5 separate regions of the Sus scrofa genome follow, and all the other regions are linked to region 3. Evidence: chromatin contacts called from public HiChIP or PLAC-seq data. All regions are on one chromosome and are shown on one strand. Each heading gives the region's core, a stretch centred on a gene start, on an enhancer-like site or on the middle of the called end of the contact. The rest is flanking DNA. Distances are from core to core; before and after follow the strand shown. Region 1 overlaps PDE7B (cAMP-specific 3',5'-cyclic phosphodiesterase 7B). Region 2 overlaps PDE7B (cAMP-specific 3',5'-cyclic phosphodiesterase 7B). Region 3 has its middle 32 kb from the start of AHI1. Region 4 overlaps PDE7B (cAMP-specific 3',5'-cyclic phosphodiesterase 7B). Region 5 overlaps PDE7B (cAMP-specific 3',5'-cyclic phosphodiesterase 7B).

Region 1 (2,700 bases), core at 138-2,637, 290 kb before region 3:
TGGACCTAGACTTGTATCCAGTCCTCCCAACACCATTCAGGCCAGGCAGACTACAGTGGAGTATAAGGATAGGACTTCTCAAATTCAGAAATTCCTTCTGTAGCATCACCTCCAAAAAACTCTAAGATGTTCCCAAATACTGGGGGGCACTTGTGCATGCCCCTGCTCTAGACAAGAGAGCACACTGTAAGTATTTTGTTAGTCATGCTCAGGAAGGCAGCATGTGTAGTGAGGAAAGCGCAGGTGGTGGAAACTTACAGACTAGGGTTAAAATTCAAGTCTATATCAGCTGCATGATCTTTGGCAAGTCATACCTCCTGAATGCTCAGTTTATTTATTGATAAAATGTCACTGATACCACTTCGCTTATACAGCTTTTGTACAATTAAGTAGATGTGAGTTGTCTTGCATAGTGTCTGGTCCAGCGTAGGCGTAAACAAAAGTTGATTCCCTTCACTACCTATTCACTTTGTTTCCACTCCTCTATTCCACATTACCTGATAACTGACTATTCTCAGAATCTAGAATGGGTAGGTACCATTAAATGCTTTTTGAGTAGAAAAGTAAACAAGTTACTGTCTGGATAGCATAGTGGTTATATTTTAAAGCCAGACTGCTTGGTTTAGAATTGGAATGCCACTTGCTCAGCTGTGTGACTTGGGGGAAACTGCCCAACTTCTCAGACCCTCAGTTTCCTAGGCAGTAAAATCAGGAGAATAGCAACCTTACAAGGTAGCTGTGAGGATGGAGCGAGGCTGTGCCCATCACATACTAAGGGCTCCTTGACTCTTAACTGTTCCTCTTCTTATAATCATTTTTATATTATGTAGAATGCAATTATCAGATCTATTGGACTCTACTGTGTAAAGCTGAGCTGAGGACAAAACACAAATTATATTTTCTTGCCAGGAGTATCCTTTAAAATATTTTCAAGAGCTAAGTTACAAACCCAAGATGTATAATAGCATTAGTGTCAGCATTAGAGATAAAATTTAGGATCAAAGTGAGGATGCTTAGGTGTGTTTTTCCCACTGTATATTTAATGATTATTTATTAAGCCTTCTCTATTGAAATTAGGACAAGGCCAAGGCAAGAGGAATGCCACTTTAGAGTGTTTGAGAATCTAAAACAACGTGCATTTCACATAATTCTGTCTTGTTTTACTTAATGTGTAAAAAGGAGATCTTGCTTTATTTTCCACATTATGTCTATTGCTGACTCAGGGCACAAAGAAGAAAAAATTGTGTAATTTGAGTTGAGAGAAATCATTTTTGCAGTTGTTCTTTAAAAAAAGAAAAAAAACCTCACATAATGAGCCAAAACTTGCCTAGAGATCTGTGTGCTTTGCTTCCATTGACGTCACTTGGAGGTTGTGTGGGCAGAAATTGGCTGACTTCCTCCACTGTGTCTTTGAAAACTGAACATATTGGAAAAAAATGCACCCTTTTAATCTCAAACTACAGTGAGGAGAATCATAAGCAATTTTCCTATTTACATCTAAACAAATACCTATAAAGCTCTGAGAGGCACATTCATAGGATAAACCTTCTCAGTGTCCAGTAAAGGAAGCAGTGTCTTATCTAAAAAGTGAATTGTAGGGTTTTACAGCCAAAGCTTCCCTAGAGATGAGCTTGTTCAAGTTCTCCATTTTTCAGATATGGAAACTGAAACTCAGAAAGATTCAGAAACATTCTCAAGGTCAGAAAGGGCCCAAGGCAGGATTAGAACCCAGGCATTCTGCTTTCTAGTTCTTTGTGGTTTAGGACAACTGGGCATATAATAATCAATGTTTCTCCACACTTATCTCTCTATATAAATCGCAAGCCCTGAAGTGACTGTCCTTGGAAACTAGGGGCTTTGTGTATTGCAAATATTACCAATTGCTGAAATACAACTGAGCATGATCCATGGGAGATGATGCTGCATATCAATATGGAGTCTGAGCCTTCCATGTGTCCTACTTCCATGGCTCAGAAAGACTGCCTTGTGGGGACAGGAAGAAGGCACCAGCCCCAATTTCAGCTCAGCTCTCCCTACCAAGTTTAGGTTTATTCCCGCAACGTTCTGGTCTCTACTCATTCAAGCATTCACCGAAAAATATTTATTAAACATCTACTATGAGCCTGGCTGAGAACTTCCAGTAAATGTAAACATATTCAAATTCAAAGTTTAAAGAATCGCTTAACAGAGATGTGTAATTCCTATTTCTCCCATCAAATAAAGACCCCATATAAACCAGTCAATTTCATTAATCATTCACCTCACATACACAGGAGAATATACAGATTTGCTTTGCTCCTGATTATTACCTATTATTTAACTGTTAGGGAGCATCAACACTGGAATAACTGTGAGAAGGCCCAATGTCAATCAAATATTCTATCAATTGGAACACTGAGTATGGAAGGCTACTCTATATGTGAAGACTTGGAAAAAATTATAGAGTAAGGAAATTATCTAAATATACATAGGAAAAAATAATTATTGTTACAGCTAAGAAATATTTAAGAATTTGGCTCCTAAAACAGGCAGCTAGTAGACATGACTGTCATGAAACAGGAGGAGAAAGACAAGGAGATACAGAAAAGGCAAAAAAAAAAATAAAAAATGAGGATGAAAACCAAAGACAACAAGCTAAATTAAAGATAACTGGGTGAGGGACTTCTGGGTGTGGCTCAGCAGTAACGAACCCAACTAGTG
Region 2 (2,700 bases), core at 162-2,661, 440 kb before region 3:
AAATATGAATTTTAACATGTTAAGTTTTCTTAAAATGGGCAACAAAGAAGAGAGGCAGAGAAGACAGCGTTGGAGAAGAAAACAGAGAGGAAAAATGACATAAATCAAATGGAAGTGAAAAGAATCAGTTCCTTCCTCCCTTAGAATAAGGACACGGTGAAGATCGGGGATTAGGACTTAGATTTAGAAACAATCCTTATTCAGGAAAAAAGCTCTGCAAAATGGTGATTAGCTAAGGAAAAAGGGGATAAATTAGACATTCATCTTTATCATTAGGTTTAAAACAGTCATTTTGATTCTAATTTATTCTAATTTTTCAGACTAATATTCTACATCTAAGTATGAGAATGTGTGGAGTTCCTGTTGTGGCGCAGCAGAAACGAATCTGACTAGGAACCATGAGATTGCGGGTTCGATCCCTGGCCTTGCTCAGTGGGTTAAGGATCTGCGTCGCTGTGAGCTGTAGTGTAGGTTGCAGACTTGGCTTGGGTCTGGCGTTGCTGTGGCTGTGGCTGTGGCAGGCACATATAGCTCTGATTAGACCCCCTAGCCTGGGAACCTCCGTATGCCGCTAAAAAAAAAGACAAAAGACAAAAAATAAATAAATACGAGGGTTTGAATTGTTCCTTAATGTTTTATTCAAATTCCCTGATTCCAAACTGTATTGTAAATTCTCAAGAGGAGGGGCTAATAACTTGTATTTTTTTGTATCCCTCTTGAAGCTTGGCAGAGGTCTAAGTTTTAGTATATGGGGAATGATCAATTTATAGTAGATACTTTCTGTAAAGGCATGTTCAATGTTCCTAAAATCATCATCACTATTTTCTTAATTGGAAAGTAAGATTTTAGCTTCTTATTTATGGAAGCAGTTCCTTTAATTTCAACTGTGAGGAGGTGAGAGCTAAGATCTTGAATGTGAAATAGTTATGAAAACTGAATGGTATGATTTGGGGGAGATTAATCAAGCGGACTTTAGGGCAGTATTCAAACAGCCACTATGTTCTTGGAGTTTACATAATTAAAACTTAGAAATTTATGCCTAGCGCCTTGGTTTTTTCTGCTCAAATCAGCAAAGCTACCACCTGCCCTTGCCAAAGTTGTCGTTCTGAGCTTGAATCAGTTTCAAATGACTGTGCCCTCCTGGCATGGCTCCACCAAAGCTCAGCTCTCCGCAGCTCGCACTTTGGCTCTGGTGCACAGAGGGGAACGTTTACATCTGCATAGCAAGTAGGAAGGTGCCTTTTGATTTCATGTCCAGGGATTTGATTAATTCTCCAGAACTGCACTGAGGAACTATGTTGAGATTGGAGCCAGTGATGAAGTCTGCATTCATTCTTCCACCTTCTCTCTGCTCAACCATGAGTCACTCTAACTCCTACCCTGTAAAGTTGCTATTAGACCACCTCTGGTCTGAAGCACAGGTCAGCTTGACATGTCAATGCTGACAACTGCTCAGGGTGGCTCATCCATAATTCATGCATTTGAAAAGTGGATTATGTGTATTTAGGTTGCTGACTTCCCGATCCTATTTCTGATACTTTCATACCAGAACCTAAAAGCCTTATGTTCTATTAAACTACTTCTTATGTAAATCAGTTTTTTTTTCTTTCAAATCAGTGTCCTCAATGGAATTCCTTTTAGTCTAATAGATATTTAAGGTCAATAGACATGGTTGAGTATGTTTTTCTCTGCATTCTGTAAAATACCATCTATGAAAATCCCTCTTCCCTATTTACAAATGAGTTGTCCATTTTGAACTGGGATAATTTTTACTGGTCCTATTCCTCTAAAAGCAATTAACCAGACATTCTTTTCCTTAGTTCCCTTTGCTTGTTGTTTCTCCTTGCTCCTGAGGTCCCAGGAAATAGACCTTGGAGATGGGATGGAGGCAGTCTTTATTCAACAAACATGTTGGTAATTCTGAATGTTTTTAGGTGTCTTTGGACATTTCAGGGAGAGGAGACGTTATATGATTTCAGGATGTCCTTTGTCTCCAGTTGAAGATCATCCAAACTTTGAAATCTCATGAGGAAATCTAGTGGTTTTCTTCAACACAACTAGAAGACATTGACCCTGCCAGTTTCATTAGGAAATGAGCTATTATGTTGATCTCCTTACAAAGCCCCTGGTTTCTGAGAAGTTTCTCTCCCTATGGCGCTTTGGAAAGGTCTGCTGCTTGTCAAGAGCGATCAATCTTGATTCCTAAAAAGTTGTGGTTGGAATTCTAATGGCAAAATGTTATGTATTGGCTTTTTGCATTAGTAAGTCTTAACCAGATATCATCCCAACAAAAAGGGTATCTAGACACGAAATTCAAGTAAAAAACTCAGTGATTCAACAGGTTTTTGATGTTAAGTGGCCATTCATACCATAAATAATTGACTACTCAAAAATGAGAACACAAGCCTCTCACACTTTAACTTATTTTAGCTAAGGGTTTAGTTGACAACCAAGTACTGGCAAATTCATTTTACTTTTGTGTGTATTTTGACCCAACCGAAACTTAAACTCCATTTCTCCACCCCAAATCAATCAGAGTATTTTGGCAATTGTATGATTAGAGCTATTTAGTCTCATTGTATAGACTGACGTACAATAGATGAAAATTTGGTTAAAAATTGTAAGCAAAGGGCACTTTCAAGATGGTATCACTGGAATTGCAAATGTAATTAGGCCAAAATTCTGTCCTATGACTTTTCT
Region 3 (2,700 bases), core at 56-2,555:
AAACATAATCATGGTCTTCTTTTTGTGATTTTAACAACCATAATACTGATTTCAAGGAATTTTATTCTTTCCTTAAAAAGTTGGTAAGAATACACACATTCAGACAGAATCTCCCTTTAAAATTTGCCTCAAATATAAAAGAATTATCTAACTCTTCAAATACTTTCCTCTTCTTTCCTTGTTTTTCAAAGATGTCCATGTGCCTCCTCTCATTCTGAAAAAACCCTGCCATCCCACTAACTTGTTTAAATCTTATCTCCTTTCCTGATTACCTCAAGAGCAGGGTTTCTCAACCTTGCCACTACTGTTGATATTTGGGGATAGAGAATTCTCTGTTGGGGTGGGACCCTCCTTTGCATTGTAGGATATTTAGCAGCATCTCTGGCCTGCTCACACTAGATTCCAATAGCACCCCTTCCTCGTTTCTCCACCCCACCAGAAATGACGGCCAGAAATGTCTCCAGAACTTGTCAAATACCCTCGTGGGCAAAACAGCCCCTGATTGAGAACCACTGACCCATAAGACACCTACTTTCCTTTGGGCCAGAAGTAACATCGAGGGCCTCCTGTTACTTTGCCAGTGAAAAGCTTTCACCATAGCTCACTTTCTGTTTTCTCACCTCCCTTTTTTCCCTGAGTGAAGGATGAGAAAAACAGGAGATTTTAGAAATACAATAGATTAATCACATTGTCCTTTGTTTGGTTGAAGAAGAATTATTCAGCACAGCTGTTGTGTTAATATTTCCACAAAACCTGCTATGTATTAGAGGAGGGAAACAATTATACAGATTAATGTATTCTTGTTCTACTATCTCATTGGTTCCATGGTAAAGAAAATGAAAATCTCTCTTAAGAGCTTCCTAATGAAACCTGTGATTCACCCTTTCTCAATCAAGAATAGACCTCATAATCAAATGAATAAAAAAGTTTTTCAAAATGAACAGCAATGTTGCAATGAAGCAAAATCTAGAAACATGAAATACAAATAACCTGTGCTAACACTTGCATGCTGTTGGCTGCTGGTGTGCAGCCAAAATGTCACTGTCGTACTTGGAATGACTGAGAAGTGAAGTCAGCTCTTGATTTTCCAAACTAACAGACAAATATATCTGACCTAGAAGGTCATCAATCTTCATCCATAAACTCAGGTTGCGAGAAATTGTCTTCTTTGACTCAATTTAATTTCCATGTTAAACTCTGATGTTGCAGGAGGAGCAAAAGGTCGTGAAAATTCTATTCAATAAATTTAGAACTCTTCTCTCTCAAAACTCTACCTGGGAATTTTGCCACTTCTCTGGGTTTCTGTCAAAGCAGGGCCGGCCAGACTGGCTGTACCATGGAGGGAGAGAAGGAGGAGTACAAACGGAGGCCTGAGGGCTATAGTTCATCTCCCCGTCTAGCACCCTCACACCACACACCCCTGCCAGCTTCCCCTGGATCTACCCAGGCCTACCTAGGCATGGCAGTGCAGCCCACACACCACATAGTAGAGGCCAGAGAAGGTGCAGAAAGCTTCCTGGGTCCAGTCAGAGAACCTAAGAAAGATGCCCTCGCCAGGCCGCCAGCAGTTCAGAAACCCTCTGTCTAAGGCCCATCCATTTGTATTGCCATTACCCTCTCTCTTTCAATTTTCCCTTTCTTTCCTGTATATACTCTGGAGAATCTTTCCTTCTTCAGAAGCAAAAAGCAACCCTTACAAGTGGTATTTCATGCAAATAATTTGTCCACACCCAGAGGCGTGCCATCACTTTAAAGGTGTGGGTCTCTTTGGTTTCTTTATTTTGTTTCCTACCATGTCACAACCTTTCCCTAGGTTACTAAGCAAAAACATGCTTTGCAGCTTAAGTGGCAGGGTGTGGATTTAATAAGAAAAAAAATAGATTTAAATTTCTAAAAATATTAAAATCAAAATATTACATGTATTTATAGTCTTATTTGACTGTAAGTTTATATTTGATATTGAAGCGTCTATACAAGATAAAGCATGTAGTATATGGGTAATTCCAGTACGAGAATATAAAAATCCTAAGTCCTGAAGACCCCTGGTATTTATACCTAGGGAAGACATAGACATGTAATAAAAGTGAAAGTCTTAGACACTAATTTCATCTCTTGAGCTTCTAGGATTTCTCCCAGAACAGGACAAATTCAGGTCTTAGAGGGCGCTATTAGGATGGATTTTGCATCTTCTGCCAGGTGTCTGCTGTTTTCACCATAAGGCAAAGATCTTGGGAACTAATTAATCCTGTTCCCTCCACACCTAAAGCGGGATTTCTTCAAAATGACTTTATCCCTTAAGTTTCTTTGGCTACAAGCAACAAAAACCAATTCTAGCTAATTTAAGATTTTAAATAAGGTATTGACTTCAAGAGCTGAAAATTCCAGAGCTGGAATGGTTTCAGACAAATCTGTCTAGGACTTCATCTTTAAGGGTCTTGACATCCTCAGGTTCTCACCTGAGGCAGTGGCTTCCTCAACTGCTCACACAAAGGTCTAGATCTTTAATCCTGGGTCTTGTGCTAAACTTGCCTTGCAATCATGGGAACACAATCATACTCTGACAGTCTTAGGCAAGGGATAGCAAACTTTTTCTATGAAGAGCTAGATAGTAGATATTTTTCACTTTGCAGGTCATATGATTTCTATCATAACTACTTAGCCCTTGTAGCACAAAAGTGGCCTTACATATATGAATGAGTA
Region 4 (2,700 bases), core at 176-2,675, 480 kb before region 3:
AGGAGATCACTGGAGGAGTCCAGGCGAGAAAAAAAAAAGGTAGCTTGGAGGATGATAGTGGTACTGGCAGTGAAGTAAATGGATCTTAGAGACATTTAGTAGGAAGAAATGGACATGTGGAATTGCCTGTGAGGTCTGAGGGAGAGGGAAGTATCAAGGATAATTCCTAGATTTATGGTGTTCATAACTGGATGATGGATTGTGCTAAGCACAGAAAAAGGAAATTCTAGAAGGACCAGATTTGGGGGGAGAAGTTCATGTGATCAACTCTGGCCACACTGAGTTTAAGTATTCCTGGGATTTCAAAGAAAAAATGTCAAGTAGGCAATCAGATATATGGTTCTGGACCCATAGGGAAAGTCTGGGATAGGGATATAAGTTTATAAATCAAATAAAACTATGGGCATGTGTAAAGACATGGGCATGTGTAAAACTATGGGCATGTGTAAAGACGCCTAGGAAGTGAAGTGATAAGTGAATAGGGCCTGGCATCAAGCTTTAAGCAACCCTAACATTTAGTATCTTGCTAGAACAGGAATCTATAAAGGAGAAGGGGCAGCGGTGGAGGTGGGAGGGAATCCAGAAGCTCATTTTGTCATGGAAGAGAGTAATTCAAGAGGGAGGGAATGGTTTTCAGAAGGATCTTGCTGAAAGCGTAAGTGACACGATGATTAAGAAAAGTACATGGGGTTTAGCTGAGCGACCATAGTGAGAAACAGAAGCAGAGTTCCTTGAGTATCACATGGAGTTGGGGAATTGGAAAGGTTTTATTAAGGAGCCTAATATTTAGGTAATCTTAAATAATAAGTAAATTTTTGAAAAGTAGCACTTTATAATGTTGGCTTGTAGTTGATCCAACTATGATCACTGAAATGAAGGGAAGAGATTTTTAGGAAAAAAAATCATACTGATTTTTAAGAAGAGCTATAATCCTTAAGATTTATGTTAATAACAAAGTATAATTTGAAAATTGAACAGAGGATAAAACAGTCCTGGTCATGAAAATGCCTGCAAATCTTTGCAAAATATAGTGATTCCCTGTCTAATCACTTCCTATACCTAAATATAGTTCAAAGAAAAAAAAAAAGTCTCATGGAAATCAGTGCCAAGGAAAGTATTCATTGGGAAGAAAAGGATGGGCACATTAATGAGAAGAAATATAACTAATAAGATAAAATACCAAGTCCCAATATCGCTCTTGTTTTTTTGAACTTTGAATAATTTGAGAGAAGCGTTTCAACGTATTGTTTGTTTTCATGTGCTTCTGAACTTCCTGATTCTGGCCGGGAACAAGGACAAACCTGCCAAAATACTGCAAGAAAAGATGTTGCTGATCCCGGGCAGGAAATACTCAAAGTCCCACGAGATAGCCTGTTCTTAGGAGACCTCCACACCAAGTCTGCTGACCTCAGAAGGACCATCAGGCCATCACACTCACTGTCAGAGCCTGTTCGGAACCAGGCAGTATTGGGGAGTTCCTCAATCCAGGCATCCATGCCAACATGGCACTTGGTGTTTTTATTAAGTCCAAGTGTTCATTTTGCGTTTGTTTTTCCGAAGGGAAACAGATGGCAAAAACTGGACTCAGCTGGGAAATGGTTGAATCCCTTATAATATATCCATGTTATAGGATGTCGTTTTGCTATTAAAACCAGTCTCTTATCCTTCCATAGTAATAGCTAACACTTATTGAGCATTTAGTGTATGCTAGGTAATGTTTGATGTACTTGTTATTAATTAACTCATTTAATCCTCTCAATAAAGCCCTTAGGTAAGTACTGTCATCAATATCATACCTGAGAGACAGAGGTGTTAAATTACTTTTCCAATTATGACACGGTCAATCAGTGTGAAGACAGATTTATAACCAGGGGGGCAGGCTCCACAGTCTGTGTTTTTAACTAACATGGTACAATCCCTGTTCAAATATCTTGATCCGAAGTTAGAGCCATGGTATACTGTGAAGGGAGGGGGCATTTAATAACTGTATCATAAAAAGAAATCGATAATATGAGAAACTATTTATTACCCCTATGAACTTAGTATTAACCATTCTGGGCTTCATTCAATCCTCTGTTCTGTTAAGTAGGGATAAAAATATCTGCCCTGTATACCTCATAGAAGCTAGGAATCAAATCACACGGATAAAAGTATTTTGTCAATCATTTTGTAATAAAGTTTTATTAATAAGAACATTCTTATTGATATTGCTATATAAATATTAACCATACATAATATACCACATAGTATATAAATTCTATATTGTATTTTATTTTATATATTTATATCGAATAAATGATATTATTGACATTGCTATATAATTCTAGGTCATTGTTAAATTCAAATTGGGGAACATTATTCTTTGACATGTAATTAAATGTGAATTAAGGGTGCTATAGTCCAATGTGCCTGTGACATACAGAGATTTAATAAAATTAAGCTTTTATACAATTGCAATATCATAGGTTAAATTATGCCCCCCATTCATATGGTGAACCTGCAACCTCTGAGTACCTCAGAATGTGACTATATTTCAAGATAGAGGAGGTGATTAATTTAAAATGAGGCCATTAGGATGGGCCCTAATTCAGTCTGGTTCGTGTTCTTATCAAAACAGGAAATCAGATAAAAGGAGATAGCAATTTTGCAGGTTTTGTTGTTGTTTCACCCCATATGTAGTTGCTGGGCCAGGGGTCTAAT
Region 5 (2,700 bases), core at 37-2,536, 400 kb before region 3:
AGTGGGTTAAGGATCTGGCTTTGCCGCAAGCTGTGGTGTAAGTCGCAGATGCAGTTTGGATCTGATGTTGCTGTGGCTGTGGTGTAGGCCAGCGGCTGTAGCTCTGATTGGACCCCTAGCCTGGGAACCTCCATATGCACAGGTAAGGCCCTAAAAAGAAAAAAAAAAAAAAAAAAAAAACTGCCAACTCTTTCTTAAATGATGCAAGAACCCATTTTCCTTATCAGTCAGTGATGTTTCACTGTTGCCTGCTGTAACACTTGCCTTTGGTACAACTTTGATCACCCAACTCAAAGAATTTTAGGGGGTTCCTATTATGGCTCAGCAGTGATGAACCTTACTAGGATCCCTGAGGATGTGGGTTTGACCCCTGGCCCTGCTCAGTGGGTTAAGGATCTGGCGTTGCTGTGAGCTGTGGGTGTAGGTCACAGACATGGCTCGGATCCCACATTGCTGTGGCTGTGGCATAGGCTGGCAGCTACAGCTCCGACTGGACCCTAGACTGGGACTTTCATATGCTGTGGGTGTGGCCCTAAAAAGCCAAAAAAATTTTTTTTAATATGTTGTAAAAAAGTCCAGCAAGTGAAAAATTAAAGCTTATGTTGTTAAATTTTCAGTATTAATAATGAAAAAAAAATACTGCCAAAATCCTTTAGTTATTAGCTAATGCTATCAACAGAAAGGATTATTTAAGTGTTCCTCCCCCCACCCTGATACTTCCTATTTAAGTCTCTGAACTAAAAAGAATAATTGGATGAAATTTGCCTTTTATATGAAATGTGTAACATATTTCAGTTCTGTTTGAACAATTTAAATGACTTTATGATGACTATCAATTACTTCAAGGACTATTTGAGTGTTCTCAGGTTTTTCACTCCTATGCTAATAAATGGCTCTGGGCTACTACAGTTTTTAATAGTTTGGGGTCAGCATTTCGCAGGTTTTTAGAAGTCATTTTTCTTGTTTTCAGGGCAATTGGCTGTAGAAACCTATCCCTATCTTCAATTCTATTGCTTTAAATATTCTAGAGGCTCTAAGACCAGATGACCAAGCTGGCTGAGTTATATGTATTATGCTTGTAAGTAAGTAGGCTTAGAGTTAGTTATTGGAGATTTCTTTTAGAATGCACAGGTGAGAAGCCAGTTACCTTGTCTTTTTATTTTGGTTTATTTCCTGGTCTGTTCCGGATGATTGATTTCGCCCAAGGCCTGCCTGCCCAATACTTTCTACCCTCCCGTAGGTGCAGCGCGTGCAGGGGCGAGGCCAAGAGCTCTGGAGAGGATCTGAGCTGAAATTCTGGCTCTGTCATAACCCTACTGTGTGACATTGGGGAAGTTACTTGACCTTCCGAGCCTTACTTTCATCAATTGGAAAATGAGAATGAAAGTAAACACTCTCCCGAGTTATTGTGAGGGTAAAACGAGGCGTGAGCTATGATAATAGCTAATATTTATAGAGCATTTATTATGTGCCAGGTATGCAGTTAGCACTCAGAAATGGAAGCTCCTTTAGACATACCTGGCTTTGTGCCCTTACTAGTTGGACTTGACACAATTAATCCACTGACATCCTCACACACTTTTTTTCCCCAAGTGCCACAGAAAATAACAAGAAGGTAGAAGGGAGTGTATCAGAAAGAATCTACTGTGTAAGCCACTGGGTTAGAAATTTTACTTATATTGTATTATCTAATTATTTCAGTAGCCCTTTGATAAAGGACCTATTATCTCCACTATACAGATGAGAATAATGAAGGCCTAGACAGGTTGTTTTATACTTTTTTTTTTAACATGATAACAGAGAAAGCAACCATATAAGTGGAACAAATATAGTACAATTGAGAACTTGATTCTGTAAGAGTAAATTACAAGGTTGGTGTTGATCATCTAGTTAATTTCTTGTTTGTTAGCAAATCATCAATTGTTTTAAAGAGTTAAAATAATAAAATGTAAAACATTTGTCCACATATTAAAAATAGAGATATCAGATTCATTTTATTCTGCTTAACACAGATGTTCTCAGAGATCCTTGCATGAGTAAAAGGCTAAACTACTTTGTTTCAATCGTAATACATACTGAGGCTTGCTTTTGCTGCCAAAACTGTTCGCTGGTTTAGAAAATTTCCCCTAGGTCATTTAGAACTATTCCCAGAAAAGCTGAAAATGCCAAAAACCTGGTCAAAATTTTTTTCAAGCATTGCACCAAGTATGGAAGGAATCCGGGAATCAACAATGTATATTTATCTGGTCACAAGGCGAAGAGGGGTTATCCAGATGTCACTGACTCAGACTTGGGGTTTGTCACTGTCACAGTTGACAATTTCCCCCTTGCTCTCTTGCTAATTTCATGAACTGTGTGGTCAGTCATCCTACCTGTCCTCTATTTTCCATTTGATTACTTATTCTCAGGAAGAAAAGCACCAGGCAAAAATTTCTTTGGGGACTCCACCTTTTCAAAGGAAGGTGCAAATTAGATATAGTGAATTCATAATCCTATTTCCATCTTTAGACAGAAATATCATTCAGGCATTGGTCTGCTCTGTCACCTTGAGTCAGAAAACAGCTCTGTCTGGTTTATGTAGTTTTTGATAGCTCACACTTCAAAGAGAGGCAAGGGTTATATCCGCTGACAATTGTACAAGCCTGCGCAAGCAAAAAAAAAAAAATTCTTCCCAACCCCTGCAGTGATCAGTATGTATAT

Evidence for each region. HiChIP or PLAC-seq counts read pairs in DNA pulled down with a chosen protein or histone mark.
Region 1: a contact with region 3 is called in an H3K27ac HiChIP or PLAC-seq map of skeletal muscle. The contact joins two enhancer-like sites. A contact is called at or near these places in 1 of 47 Hi-C or Micro-C datasets (embryonic fibroblasts) and 1 of 2 datasets of contacts at active chromatin or transcription factors (skeletal muscle).
Region 2: a contact with region 3 is called in an H3K27ac HiChIP or PLAC-seq map of skeletal muscle. The contact joins two enhancer-like sites. A contact is called at or near these places in 1 of 47 Hi-C or Micro-C datasets (fetal heart ventricle) and 1 of 2 datasets of contacts at active chromatin or transcription factors (skeletal muscle).
Region 4: a contact with region 3 is called in an H3K27ac HiChIP or PLAC-seq map of skeletal muscle, with 9 times the contacts expected there. The contact joins two enhancer-like sites. A contact is called at or near these places in 1 of 47 Hi-C or Micro-C datasets (epiblast stem cells) and 1 of 2 datasets of contacts at active chromatin or transcription factors (skeletal muscle).
Region 5: an H3K27ac HiChIP or PLAC-seq map of skeletal muscle shows a contact between it and region 3. The contact joins two enhancer-like sites. A contact is called at or near these places in 1 of 47 Hi-C or Micro-C datasets (embryonic fibroblasts) and 1 of 2 datasets of contacts at active chromatin or transcription factors (skeletal muscle).

What each region holds. Positions count from the first base shown.
Region 1 is chr1:28,246,379-28,249,078 of Sscrofa11.1, forward strand. All of the region lies in intron 2 of PDE7B (cAMP-specific 3',5'-cyclic phosphodiesterase 7B), which reads right to left. Among named protein-coding and RNA genes, the nearest start is that of PDE7B, 180 kb to the right of the region's middle. Within about 2 kb of position 1,388, at least 25 of the 83 cell types and tissues checked have an H3K27ac peak or open chromatin away from gene starts, as enhancers often do. A contact at or near this core is called in skeletal muscle, where this site is marked.
Region 2 is chr1:28,093,375-28,096,074 of Sscrofa11.1, forward strand. All of the region lies in intron 3 of PDE7B (cAMP-specific 3',5'-cyclic phosphodiesterase 7B), which reads right to left. Among named protein-coding and RNA genes, the nearest start is that of MTFR2, 190 kb to the left of the region's middle. Within about 2 kb of position 1,412, at least 3 of the 83 cell types and tissues checked have an H3K27ac peak or open chromatin away from gene starts, as enhancers often do. A contact at or near this core is called in skeletal muscle, where this site is marked.
Region 3 is chr1:28,533,411-28,536,110 of Sscrofa11.1, forward strand. No RefSeq gene overlaps it. Among named protein-coding and RNA genes, the nearest start is that of AHI1, 32 kb to the right of the region's middle. Within about 2 kb of position 1,306, at least 4 of the 83 cell types and tissues checked have an H3K27ac peak or open chromatin away from gene starts, as enhancers often do. A contact at or near this core is called in skeletal muscle, where this site is marked.
Region 4 is chr1:28,057,021-28,059,720 of Sscrofa11.1, forward strand. All of the region lies in intron 3 of PDE7B (cAMP-specific 3',5'-cyclic phosphodiesterase 7B), which reads right to left. Among named protein-coding and RNA genes, the nearest start is that of MTFR2, 150 kb to the left of the region's middle. Within about 2 kb of position 1,426, at least 9 of the 83 cell types and tissues checked have an H3K27ac peak or open chromatin away from gene starts, as enhancers often do. A contact at or near this core is called in skeletal muscle, where this site is marked.
Region 5 is chr1:28,136,560-28,139,259 of Sscrofa11.1, forward strand. All of the region lies in intron 3 of PDE7B (cAMP-specific 3',5'-cyclic phosphodiesterase 7B), which reads right to left. Among named protein-coding and RNA genes, the nearest start is that of MTFR2, 230 kb to the left of the region's middle. Within about 2 kb of position 1,287, at least 3 of the 83 cell types and tissues checked have an H3K27ac peak or open chromatin away from gene starts, as enhancers often do. A contact at or near this core is called in skeletal muscle, where this site is marked.